2 separate regions of the Mus musculus genome follow, and region 1 is linked to region 2. The links are chromatin contacts, called in public promoter capture Hi-C maps. All regions are on one chromosome and are shown on one strand. The core of a region is the stretch at or near the end of the contact, and the rest is flanking DNA. Distances in the headings are between cores, read along the strand shown.

Region 1 (2,869 bases), core at 234-2,733, 170 kb after region 2:
ATCTGAAATTAATAAACTGGAGGAAGGGAGGAAGGAGACATATGCAGCTTTTCAGTTACTTCCTTGTTATATAGTCTTGCCAAACCCCTCTTAGGCAAGACCCTGTTTGCTCAGAAGGCTGTGCATATAATTGCAAAAATCTGTCAGAATCATAGGATTCAAAAGGCATCAATTATTTCTGTCAACAAGGAAAGAGTGACGGCTGCCCGACTCTGCAATCATTAGGAAAGATGTGCTCAAAAGAGAAGAATGCAGTCAGGGAGGGCTGGGCAGCTCCAGGTTACTTGAAAACTGAGCCCCGCGCTATAATTTCACTCCTCCTCTGTCTGGACAGAAATATTATATTTTTCATTTCATGCAGTGCCATGGGCATGGTAAGACATTATGTAACTGGGTCTGTCTCACTGTATAATACTCAATAAACAATTTCAAAAGACCAACAGCATCAGCAATTTGATGTACAGGAAACTAACTGTTGCATCTTTGGGTTTTGGCTGGAAGCAGTGTTGTGCAACCAGTTTTGGAACTGACTTGTGTTCAAAATTATATTCCCAAAGGATTGCTATTCACACCACCCAGCCACTGGATTTCCCTTGATGACGACTCTCTTAAGTGTATTAAAACGGCAAAGTTACTGTGCGGACAGTTCCATCGGGGTAATGGGACTTTCTCGTTCTCCTCCCATTTTATTTTTACTTTTCTCTCTAACATTTCTGAATTAGACCCAGTACTGATGGCAAGTGGGAGTGAGAAGTGTGAGGGCGATGTGTGACTGAGACAGGAGGATCATGTAGTTTGAGTTCTACCTGTTCTTCATGGCCAACCAGGTATACAGCAGAGACCTAACTTCAAACTAACCAACCGAACACTCGCCACAACACACACACACACACACACACACACACACACACACAGAGAGAGAGAGAGAGAGAGAGAGAGAGAGAGAGAGAGAGAGAGAGAGAGAAGGGGGGTCTGGGGGGACAAGCACGGGCAGTTTTGGGGACTGAAGAGATTGCTGGCTCCAGCAAGCTTAGGGTCAGGCTGGTTCTTTACTTGCCAGCCTCAGTTTCCTTATAAACAGGCAATAACACCTACCAAGACCTACCCGTGGGATTTGCAGGAAGGCCACAGTTGACCTCTACAAAGCCCCTAATTAAGCAAGTCACTTCAGGGCAGGAATATTTCACCAGTTGGCTCGCTGTTGGCTTGTAACTTGCGGGCCAGTCTTGGACAAGGATTGGGCTCAGAGACCAGGGAAGTGAACTTGGTAAGAACAACGCCTGCGTGCGCCCCTGCGCCCCGCGGATAACTGTGGCTGAGTTAGGACACTTGGACAGAAGAAAGTGTTAGAACCGAGGCATGGAGGAAGGCCGGCGGCAGAGGCTGTCACCGAGGCTGGCCGGCGCCGCCCCGCCCCACCCTGCAGACCGGCCGAGTTCCGGGCGGCGAGTCCCAGCGCCCGCCCTTCTTCCGCGGCCCCAGCTGCGCCAGCTGCGCGGGGACCCCCGAAGTCGCCGCCGCCGCAGAGTGTGTGCCCGCGCCCCAGGCCCGCAGGTAGGAGCTGCCGGGGCCAGGCTTGCGGGACTTCTGAGCCCGCAGGACGTTCGCGGTCCTCGTGCTTCATCCCGCCTCTCTTGCCCCTCTCACCAGCCCTGTCCCTGAAGTTCCCTTGGGAACCCTGGAGTCCCTCCCATAGTCTTAATTCCTGTAGTGTCTGCGCTGGCAAGAGCCGCGCGCACACTGACCGCAGGCGAGGACCGCTACCCTGAGAGCAGAGCCGGGTCAGCTGCTGATGTCCTAGCCCCACTCCACTCTCAAGTCCCTGCAGATCCGGGGCGTCCTCTGTAGGATGCACCCCACCCCACCTCCTCGGGTCCCGGGCTCAGTAGATTTGTTCGCTCCCGCTAGATCGTCCCGCGCTCCCTGAGCTCCTTAGCACTGTGGGCTGACCGGGATGGCGACAGCACCAACATCCCGGACCAACCAGGAAGTGCTGCATTCCAGTGGCTTAGAGTCCAGCTGAAGCACAGTGCCGGGCGCCGAGCCACACAGCTGCTGCCTCGGGGCCAAAGATGTGCTGTGCTGAAGTGGAGGAGGGACAGGGGTAGCAATTAAAAGAAAGGCCTGTGTTAGGCAGTTGCTATTTTAGCTCCGACCCAAGATGTTTGGGACTGACTGTTCCGGGTCAGGGAGGGACCTTAGGAGGTCTCTAAGCCATGGGACGGTTTGTTTGAAACAGTCTTCTGTAGCTCAGGCTGCACTCAAAGGCTATGTAGCCAAGGATGACATTCCTGGCCCTCCTGCTTCCATCTCTTAAGTACAGGTCAAGACTTAGAATTTGGCCAGCCCTTTCCCCCATACCCTAGGGCTACCTGCCACGCCTACGTTTGCCTTCCTCACCCCCGCCTCCCAATCTCAGATCACTGCCAGCGGCCTTCTTTCATGAAGCTCAAAACATAATCTTAAGGACCACAGGAGCTTCTGCATTCGACCATTTCTAGATCTTTCCACAGGACGAAGAGCGCTCTTAGACAGCCAGGCCCACCAATTTCAGCTTAGCCAACTCCTTATGACCTTCCCAGGGCCTCTGGAGACTAGCTACCCAGGAAATTCAGAGAGATATTCAGAAGTCCTGACCTGTCAGAGGTGCTGTCAAGGAAGCCTGACGGGTGCAGAGAGCCTAGTTTGAACTAGTCTGTTATGCCTACTTATGCAAGAATCTCTTTCCATAGTACGTGCTTTGTGGCCCACGAGTGAGTTTGTACTCAACTGTTTAGCTTGAATTTGTAAGCAGCCTTTAAATGGTGTGTGGGGACCTTTTAAATGGTTATGTAAGCGGGTATCTGAATTTTTATGAGCCAGTACAATT
Region 2 (3,192 bases), core at 256-2,755:
TGGATCCAAGCCCAGGCAGGAAAGGGATAAAAGTTTGTAGTTGATGCATGCACATCTCTCAATTCAAGGTAGTCTTCTGACTTCCCGCCTGTCCGCGTGGCCCTAACGCCTCATTGGAGGCTTCCAGAATGGTCTTCCCTGGAATAGTGCAACAGGAGTGTTGTCTGCTAGGGAGATGAAAATGCCGCTCTACTTTTAGGATCTCCTGAGCTAGTCCTAGTAACCGCAGTGGGCAAGAACGGTGGTGTTTGAATCAATCCTGTGCCTTTGTGGGTAGAAGTGTCCTTTGCATCTGTCCAGCCCTCGGCACTGGCTATGGGCATCCTCTCTAGCTTAAGTTTTCCATACCCTTTACTTATGTGATTGGTATTTGGTCTGGATATGTGTGTGTGTGTGTGTGTGTGTGTGTGTGTGTGTGTGTGTGTAGAATTTTCTTTGTCAGTCCCACATGGAAAGACCATTTTTTTCTAGGTAAAGACTCTAGTCACCTGCTAGATTACTAATGACACAAAGACCAAAATAGCCTTAACTGTCTGTCAGAGGCTGGAGAAAGCCTGCTGGTGGACAGCTAACAACTACATATGCTTTCAACATGATGAAAATTGCATCTTTCAGATGCATCCTTTTTCTCCTATGATGGAGAAATTTCATTATATTCTTAAAGCAACTTGACATGAAAAATTCTGTTCAAAGATTTTTTTCTTTTTGGTAAGGTCAATTTACAACCTTAATTAAAATGGATTCATGAGCGTTTATGCAGTTCTTCTAGAAATGACTATTGCTGGATTAGGCAGTAATGAGTATTTTATAGAAGAGTCAATACGTGCTGTGTGTTTTCAGACTTGCCATCTGGTTCTAGTCTCTGTTTGGCAACAGGGTTTTATACGTGGCTTGGTTCGTGCAGCCAAGAAACCTCTCATTCTTTGCAATTTGCCACTCTTTCAAAGACCTACTTAGAGGCTCAAGCTTATAGCACAAGCTGCCAGATTTAAGTGTCTTAAGTTAGAGTCTCAGGGGCCCGAAATATCTCTTGTACCCACACATTTCCTGGTAGGCCAAACTTCGCAAAATAAACACAGATGACCTCTCGCCCATCCAGGCTTCCGGAAAGTTTAGAAATGATGCAAGCTCTTGGCAATATGATATGACACATTGCTGTGCCTGTGCAGAGTGAGAACTTCCTTCATTCTGCCCTGGTGTGGACAAACAAGCTACTTTGGCCTTGCTGTGGACTTAGAATCTGATTGACTTCAACACAACTAGATGCTATGTGAGTGGCCTCTGCTTGAAGAAGAGGGAGCCACAGGGAAGACTCCTGGTGGAGTCCCAGTAACATTCAAGACGGAGGAGAAAAGAGAAGCTAGTTTTCCCAACAGAACCTGGTTTCCCTTCCTTTCTCCACCTCCTTTGTGTGCAGGAATTGATCAGGGTTCTCCAGAGTGGCTGTCGCCACACGTGACACTGGCTTTGTTCATTCTCTTTGTAGGAGTGTGAGCTGGGACACTCCTGCCCTGTCCCATGCCCGTCTCTTTGTCACTTTGCCATTAGGCTGGCTCTCAGCCTAGCTTCCTTCCCAGGGTGATTTATTCTGATTTCTCTCATTCAATAAATGTAAATACACGTTTGAGCACTGACTGGTGTGTTCTGTCTCCTTTAACCCCTTTGATTATTCCGTATACTGTTTTCTAATGCCAAGTTGGAGTGCAAAGGCCCTTAGTTATTTCATTGAAGTTTTGTTTTGTTTTCATTAAGATTTTCTTCTCTTTCCAAGTCCTGAATATTCTGTTTTCACTAGGCCCAAAAAAGGCAATCCATATTTAGAAGTTTTAGAACACACAATTATGTTGCAGAACTAGGCACACCTGATTAAGGAAGCTTAATCATTAATGATTAAGGTGGGCCACTGTGAATTGAACCCGAATACTTGTCTCCTGGCTCCTGGCTCTAATTTGAAGGCTATGGAGCATGTATGGAACATGTATGGAGCATGTATCACAGATGTAGGTCACTAGAGTTGGGCCTTTGAAACCTACACTGCTGTGTGTTCCATCTTGCTATCTGCTTCCTGGCCTGTGTGGTGAGAGCCCCCACACGCTCCCACTGTGTGAACTGAGCTGGCTTCTTACCATGATGGACTGAGACCTTCTGAAGCTAAGGGCCACAATACATCCTCCCTCTCTTGTTTCTCTCAGAAAATGTGGTCACAGCCACAAGACAAGCAAGTGACCTTGAGAAACAGACTCGGTTTCAGACTGTGGGCTGTGTTGCTGTGATAAACCTGACCCTGTGGTTCTCCGACCTTGGGAACTGATTTCCAGGAGGGATGTGGAGGAACTGGAACCGCAGGATAGAAAAGCCCTCGACTGATGTAAGCGGAACTTAAGAAGTCATAATGATGGACACTTGGAAGACCACGACGCTCATAGAAAGGTGGCCAGAAAAGATTGGGCCTATAAGGTGTCAGGGGAGATCAAAACAAACCAAACAAAAACTCTTATCAGGGGTGGCAGTGGAGGGCATTGGTGTTACACGCTGAAAAGAAAAAGCCTCTTTACACTCTGCTGAACGTGAGTGAAGCTGAATTAAAAATGAACTAGTTAATTTGGTGGGAGGAATGTCAATATAGCATGATGTTCAGACTGTGAGAATTATTGCATGCTGCTTTCAGCCAGATTTACAGTGAGAAATGGGGGCAAAAAGTGAAGCAGAAAGATTTGTGTATGTCTGCATGTGTGCGTGCGTACGTGCATGCATGTGTGAGTGCGTTCGTGTGTGTAGTTTTAGGGTGCTAGGGAGATGGCTCAGCAGGTGAAGTCATTTACTTGCTGAACAAGTCTGGTGAATTGGGTTTGAGCTCTGGAACCCACAAAAAGGCAAGAAAGGTGAACAGACTCCATGAAATTGTCATCTGATCTAAATACGTGTGTGGTAGCACGCACAGTCCCTTGTAAACACACCTCTTACATATACATAGCAATAATACAGAAAGGTTTAAACTGCTCAGTTTAGAGAGAAGAGAGGGTGCAAACAGGTCAAAGTTAGTGACAAAGCAAATGCAGACAAAGTGGTGACAATTGCTGAAGAGGACCCCCTGGGACAGTAGCAAAGGTGTCTTGTAAGACTGACACAACGCAAGGGCTCCAAAGCATAACAACACAAACCTACCTAGACCTTTCACTTCAGACAGACCAC

What was found. Promoter capture Hi-C pulls out the DNA fragments that hold promoters and counts their contacts.
Region 1: a contact with region 2 is called in a promoter capture Hi-C map of 3T3-L1-derived adipocytes, with 4 times the contacts expected there. The contact joins the promoter of Pld1 here to the enhancer-like site in region 2. A contact is called at or near these places in 5 of 39 promoter capture datasets (the 3T3-L1 cell line, 3T3-L1-derived adipocytes, cranial neural crest and 1 more), 5 of 484 Hi-C or Micro-C datasets (the 3T3-L1 cell line, 3T3-L1-derived adipocytes, adipose-derived mesenchymal stem cells and 2 more), 1 of 115 datasets of contacts at active chromatin or transcription factors (trophoblast stem cells) and 2 of 9 other capture datasets (adipose tissue and macrophages).

The regions. Positions count from the first base shown.
Region 1 is chr3:27,937,197-27,940,065 of GRCm38.p6, forward strand. It overlaps Pld1 (phospholipase D1), which reads left to right and starts at 1,484. Exons shown (of 27, transcript NM_001164056.1): 1 at 1,484-1,554.
Region 2 is chr3:27,765,111-27,768,302 of GRCm38.p6, forward strand. No RefSeq gene overlaps it. Among named protein-coding and RNA genes, the nearest start is that of Gm42194, 11 kb to the right of the region's middle. Within about 2 kb of position 1,506, at least 123 of the 459 cell types and tissues checked have an H3K27ac peak or open chromatin away from gene starts, as enhancers often do. A contact at or near this core is called in 3T3-L1-derived adipocytes, adipose tissue, adipose-derived mesenchymal stem cells and 4 more, where this site is marked.